Regions from separate parts of the Mus musculus genome. Here region 2 is linked to region 1. The links are chromatin contacts, called in public HiChIP or PLAC-seq maps. All regions are on one chromosome and are shown on one strand. Each heading gives the region's core, a stretch centred on a gene start, on an enhancer-like site or on the middle of the called end of the contact. The rest is flanking DNA. Distances are from core to core; before and after follow the strand shown. Region 1 holds the start of Ift22 (intraflagellar transport 22). Region 2 overlaps Col26a1 (collagen, type XXVI, alpha 1).

Region 1 (3,317 bases), core at 282-2,781:
GGTGCGAAAGGGCAAGCAGTCCCATCTCTGAATATATGCTGCCCAATGACCTGACACCAACTTCTCCTACAGCTCGGGCCGGGGACCTAAGTGTGTTTCATGCCGAAAGTCAGAGGCAGGAACACAAAGTTCCCTTCAAATTTTCCAGGTTGTTGTAAAGAAATAATTTTCCTGAGGGGGTCTCTTGTCTTTTGAAACTTTTAAATTTTTTTTCTTTTTTCTTTTTTATTTATTTATTTATTATATGTAAGTACACTATAGCTGTCTTCAGACACTCCAGAAGAGGGAGTCAGATCTTGTTACGGATGGTTGTGAGCCACCATGTGGTTGCTGGGATTTGAACTCTGGACCTTCGGAAAAGCAGTCGGGTGCTCTTACCCACTGAGCCATCTCACCAGCCCTAAATTTTTTTTTTCAATGCATGCGAAAGAATGTATGTAATACATTGCCACTCTGGAACAAGAGCAATAAAATTAACCACCCGCGATTAATATAATGGTGCTTAAAAGTATGAAAGCCGGGGCTGGGGAGATGGCTCGGAGTTTAAAGCACTGACTGCTCTCAGAGGAGCCCCGACTTTGGTTTCCAGCATCCATTTTGGGCAACTGAACTTCCATAACTCTAGCTCCAGGGCACTTCCTTCTGGCTTCCACAACCACCTGCACTTTTGTATACGTGTGTGTATGTGTGTGTGTGTGTGTGTGTCCACACGCGCGCGTAGGTTTTGATTTTTTTTTTTTTTTTTTTTTTTGTTTTTAATATGAAAAAACTCAGAGAATGACCGAAATGTCAAAAGAACACACACACTGGTTTGGAGAAGCTTCTCCGCCGCCAAGAACAATCTCAGCATCAAAATAAATAATGACAGGGCTGCAAAGTGACTCATCAGGTAACGGCCGGAACCACCAAGCCTGAAATGGTGGTGGGAGAAGAAAACTGAGTCCTATGGCTTGTCCTCTGATCTTCACATATGTATCATGGCGGACACACATACACGCAGATAGATGATGATTGATTGATAGATATAACCTTTTAAATTGAAAAAAAAGTTGGGAGTCGAGAGTGGTGACACATGCCTTCAATGGTATTAAAGTTGGGGGGGCAAAGGCAGGTGGATATCTTTGAGTTTGAGGCCAGCAGGTCTACATGCGAGTTGGACTGGGGATATGGTGTCAATGACAGAGCGCTTTCCTAGGATTGATGACCACCTGAGTTCAATCTCCAGCATCCACCGCGGAAATAAAAGAAAACCAAAATCACAGTACTGTTTTCCAGGCAAGTTTAGCAGCTCCCTTAATCTATGGAGCGTTCAGGAAGACCGGGAGAAATAAAGCAGGTTGGAGCCTGGCTCTTGTACCCCTTCCAGAACGCTCAGGTTGCAGTTAGCAGGACCAGCTTTGCCTTTTCTCTTTTGGTCCTCCTCAGCTTCCATCGTAGGCCACTTTTCCAGGCTCCCGGAACTGTCAGGGTTTCCTGGGCTACTGCGCAGCTGTTCCCGGTCGCCGTGGAAACTGACCAGCCAATCAGAGCATGCGGCCCAGACTGGCGGACGCGGCGGGGAGCTTAGCGCGCTTTGGTGGTGGGCTTCCGCGGGTTCGTGTTAACGGACAGCGATGCTGAAGGCTAAGATCCTCTTCGTGGGCCCCTGCGAGGTAACTCAGGGCTCGGGGGCTCCCTAGAACTGGGGTTGTTCTCAGGAGGTGCAACTTTGTACCAGCAACCCCACTGAGGGCGGCAGCTGGCGCTACCGTGACCAGGCCTTCATCCAGTTCACCCCTCCCAAGTAGTGGAGGAGAATATTGAGGTACCCAGGTCTCAAGGGCAGCGGAAATAAGGGGCGCCTCATGACTTCCCCTCCGAACCTTCCGTGCAAAAGGAATGTGTCCATGAGATTAGAAAACTAGATATTTTCAATATAGGGACTTGGAGCAAGTGGTTATTAATATGAGGAAGTCACTCTATATGTGATTCACCGAATTAAAGTTCAGATGGACCGAAACTAAACATGCAAATAAGTTAACTGTAGAAGGAAGCTGGGTGCAGTGTCCCATGCCTGTAATAATACCAGGACTCAGCAGGCAGTGGAGGAGTGATCACAAGTTTAAGGCCAGCCTGGGCTATGTATTGAGTTCTGGGACAGCCTGAGCTACAATGTGACATGTCTCCGATAACAAAATTAGATAGATAGATAGATAGATAGATAGATAGATAGATAGTAGAATTCGGGAATTACCTACATGGTTAAAGTTCAAATCCTTGGGTCCCAGCTCAGAAGGTTAGCTTAATAATGTGATCTTCATCTGAGGTTATTGGCTGATGGACCAAACATGAGAACCAATGTACATTCATAGGTGACTATATGGTGAAGATATGTTTTTAATCCTAAGTTAGGAGGCTGGGGTAGAGCTGGGTGATAGGATGTTTGCCTAGCATACAGGAATCCCGGGGTTCAATCCTCTTCATATAAAACATTCATGGTGGTACATGCCTCAGTTTCAGGGTTTGGAAGGTAGAGAGGCACGATGATTGACAGTTCAAGGCCACAGCCCGGGCTACAATAGCAAGTCTGAAGCCGGCCTGGGATACGTGAAACCTGTCAGAGAAAGAAGTTGCTAAGTATGCACAGAAGCAAAGGAGGATTGAGCCATGTGTGGCGCAGGCCTGACACCTCAGCATACAAGACACTCAGGGTTGCCACAAGTTTGAGACCAGTCTGGACCATATAGGAGTGTTGAGTCTAGCCTGGGGCAGAGAGGAGGAGAAGGCTTAAAAGAAAGGAGGGGCTGGAAAGACAGCTTGGTGACTAAGAACACATACTGCTCTCGCAGAGAGAGCTGAGTTCGGTTTCCAGAACCCACGCCAGCTGGCTCACAATTGCCTTTAGGTTCCAGTGCCAGGAGACCTGACACCTCTGGCCTCTGTGGGTACAGGCACTCAATATGCACAGACCCTCACACGGCCTGGACATAATGGTGCGTGCGTTTAATTCCAGCACCAAGAGGCAGAAACAGGTAAATCTGAGTTGAGGGTCAGCCTAATCAATGGGCCAGCCAGGGCTACATAGTGAAACCCTGTATATAATAGTAAATAAATAAATAAATAAATAAATATATATAATAAATATATAAAATAAAATGGAGAGCATGGTTGTGGTTTGGAGAAAGTTTGCAGACTGTTACAGATCTGCGGTTGGTGATATACACAACGCTTCATCATTTTCAAGCCTGAGGCAGGAAGCTTGGTTCCCAGCCTGAGCTACATAATAAGTCCTTACCTTAAAGCAAGCAGCTTGGAGAAGAGAGTATAATTGCAGAGAG
Region 2 (3,317 bases), core at 294-2,793, 97 kb before region 1:
GTCTGTCTGTCTGTCTGTCTCTCTCTCTCTCTCTCTCTCTCTCTCTCTCTCTCTCTCAGAGGCCTCATTACCCCACTGACCAATATAGTCAGTCCCACATTGTGCTGGGGAGATGGCTCAATTGGTAAAGCACCTGCCTTGAAAGCAAGGGACCATAAATTCAATCCCCAGAATGTTGAAGAGTCCAGGATGGTGGCACCTGCTTGCAATCCCCCGAGCTGGGGACGATGGCCAGTCCTGAGTGATCAGCTTCTAGAGGAAGCAGTGAGCTCCAGATTCAGGGAGAGATTCTGTCTCAGAAAGGAATGGGGTTAAGGGATGGAGGAAGACATCGCAACTCAAACTGCTGTCTTCCACACACTCCATGCTTATAGGCACACATCATACAGGTATACACACAACAAAAAAAGAAAAGCCACTGCTTATAAAGCCATAGGGGGTCCACTATAGCTGGGGACACTCTGGGACAGCATTCCACCCTAAAGATTCTTCAGGGTCTTTCCAGATCTCTTCCCTTCTCTCCTCTCCTCTCCTCTCCTCTCCTCTCCTCTCCTCTCCTCTCCTCTCCTCTCCTCTTCTCTTCTCTTCTCTTCTCCTCCTTCCACTCTCTCTGTCTCTCTTTGTCTTTGTCTCTGTGTGTCTGTCTGTCTGTCTCTGTCTTTGTGTGTATATGTCTGTCTGTCTCTATCTTGGTCTGTCTCTGTCTGTGTCTGTTCTCTCTCTGTGTTCTCTCTCTTTCTCTCTCTCTCTCTCTCTCTCTCTCTCTCTCTCTCTCTCTCTCTCTCTCTCGTGTGTGTGTGGGGGGGGGCGCGTGTCTGTTTGGAGGCCAGAGGTTGATTTTGGCTCTCCCTTGAATCACTCTTCACCTTATTTCTTTGAGAGAGCAACCCTGTCTGAGCCTGGAGATGGCCGATCCAGCTAGATGGGCTGGTCCACTGCTGAGCCTCTGGGATCAGTTAGCCTCTCTGCCTTCCCCAATGGCAGAGCTGCAGATATGTTCCGCCAAGGGGACTCAAACCCCGGCCCCACACTTCTGCGGCCAGGACTTTACCCACTGAGCCTTCTCTGCAGCCCTTCCAGTGGCTCTGGAAGTGGTGTTCCACTTCACCTCCTCCTTGCCCAGAACCGGGACTCCAAAGACTCCTTTGTCCATCATCTAACACCGCCTCCCGCCCCGCCCATCTACCGGTGTCTGCCCAGAATTCCCTTAAAATCAGGAGCTGTGGATATGAGTTTCTTTCCTCCCACTCCTCCGGTGCCCCCTGCCCTTCCCCAGAGGACTGGACCCAGGTTTCTGATGCCGCCTTGATGACCAGGGGCAAACATGAGTTGGATATTTGCCCAGAGACTTCAGAATGAATAGCGGCAGAGTCCGGTTCCAAAATAGCATACATTAACAACCTGGAATCCATTCCGTCCTGATCCCGTTAGGCGGGAGGAAACATGGTCTGCAGCCAAATAAAAGACACTCTGGAACCCTTACGGCCTCCTCCATGGAAGACAAAGGCAGAGCGAGGACATTATGGGATGGACGTGCCTAATAAACGACGTGTTGGCATCTCCCTTCCACCGGGACCTGGATTAACAGCAGATGTTCTACGCGCATGTCGACTTGTACGCTAATCGAAAACAACTGTGAGGCTTTTGCAGACAGGAATTCCATAAATGCAGACGGGGGCCTGTTCCTGCAGTTGCTGGTGGGATGGTAGTAGAAGGGGAGCAAGCTGACTGGGGGGGGGAAGGGGAGGGGGGACAGGCTCCAGCCCTCCTCTGGAAGACCCCTAGCTCAGGGTCAACGCTCCAGTTCCCGCTCTGCTCCGGGGCCAGGCTGAAGCTGTCTTGCAAACCTCAAGGGGATGGAACAGGACATTGAAAACCTTGGGTTCCAGAGAGTGTGACACAGAACCAAAAATCCAACTCAGTTCCTCGATGGCAGTGGTTCTCAACCTATGGGTCAAGATCCCTTTGAGGTTCGGAGGACATTTTCACAGAGATCACCTGAGACCATCGGAAAAACACACACTTACACTAGAATTCATAACAGTAGCAAAATTACAGTTATGAAGTGGCAATGGGAATAATTTTATGGGTGGCAGTCACCACAACACGAGGAACTGTATTAAAGGGTCGCAGCCTTAGGAAGGCTGAGAGCCACTGCTTTATGGAATGGTTTGGAGACGATATCCTGGCATAGCCTATGCCCTTCACACGTGCATATCACACGCGTGCACACACACGGAAGAAAACAGTCACGATTTATAAAGTATAGAGGATCCACTGAGCAGTGTGATGGGGATCATGCTACCATCAGAAAAATATTCTCCAGACCTTTCTAGAACCTTCACAAATGTCCGACCCTTTCTAGATTCTTCCCAGGCTCAGGGATGGAGTTCATCAGTGGATCCCAACCTCAGAGGGTGAAGATGGACTGTGGAACCCGGGATAAACTTAGACCTGATGCTTCCTACACACTGCCATCTGAGAAGAACATCAGGAACACAGGGAGAAGATGCAACCATCCATGCCCGTGGATGCAGCATGAGATGGAGACCCACCCCAGCCTTCCCCCCCCCCCCCCGCCCCCAGTGCAGTCCTTCCCCAGTCCCAACCCAGGCAGGGCTATTAGAAGTCGCAATCTGTCTCAACAATGTCTCAATAATGACTACTCTTAATGATCATGATTTAGAATCACCATGGAAACGGACCCCTGCACTAGTCCATGAAGGATTATCTAGATTAGGTTAGTTGAGGGCCTGTGAGATGGTTCACCGAGTAAAAGCACTTGCCGCCAAGCCTGGCAACCTGAGTTCAACCCCTTAGGACCCATATGGTGGAAGGAGAGAACCGATATCCACAGTTGTTCTCTGACCTCCACAGGTGCACCTGTGCACACACACATACACACAAATAACATAAATGCCAATTTTTTTAATAAAATTAAATAGATCAGGTTGTTAAAGTGGGGATGTCTACTCTAGATGTGGCCTGGGTTTCTGAGCAAAAAAAAAAAAAAAAAAAAAAAAAAAAAAAAAAAAAAAAGACAAAGTGAGCTGAGCTCCAGCATCCATCTCTCTCTGCTTCCTGACTGTGGACACAGTAACAGCCGCCTCGCTCCTGCAGCCATGATGGACTGGACCTTCAAAATGGGAGCCCAAATAAATTTGTATTTCCTTAATTTTATTTATTTATTTACTTACTTACTGTGTGTATAATGTATGGAGTATATGCATACATACCCCAGCATGCATGTGAAGGCCAGAGGACACCATTCAAGAATCAGTTCACTCTGTATACTCTCCATTCCGGGGATGAAACTC

The links. HiChIP or PLAC-seq counts read pairs in DNA pulled down with a chosen protein or histone mark.
Region 2: an H3K4me3 HiChIP or PLAC-seq map of embryonic limb bud shows a contact between it and region 1, with 3 times the contacts expected there. The contact joins the enhancer-like site here to the promoter of Ift22 in region 1. A contact is called at or near these places in 6 of 484 Hi-C or Micro-C datasets (CD4 single positive thymocytes, embryonic retina, embryonic stem cells and 3 more), 13 of 115 datasets of contacts at active chromatin or transcription factors (the 230-238 cell line, T-cell acute lymphoblastic leukemia, craniofacial prominence and 6 more) and 2 of 9 other capture datasets (adipose tissue and pancreatic islet).

What each region holds. Positions count from the first base shown.
Region 1 is chr5:136,906,619-136,909,935 of GRCm38.p6, forward strand. Ift22 (intraflagellar transport 22) reads left to right here and starts at 1,532. Exons shown (of 5, transcript NM_026073.3): 1 at 1,532-1,652. The coding sequence starts at 1,614.
Region 2 is chr5:136,809,543-136,812,859 of GRCm38.p6, forward strand. All of the region lies in intron 3 of Col26a1 (collagen, type XXVI, alpha 1), which reads right to left. Among named protein-coding and RNA genes, the nearest start is that of Gm30654, 15 kb to the right of the region's middle. Within about 2 kb of position 1,544, at least 33 of the 459 cell types and tissues checked have an H3K27ac peak or open chromatin away from gene starts, as enhancers often do. A contact at or near this core is called in craniofacial prominence, embryonic limb bud and nephron progenitors, where this site is marked.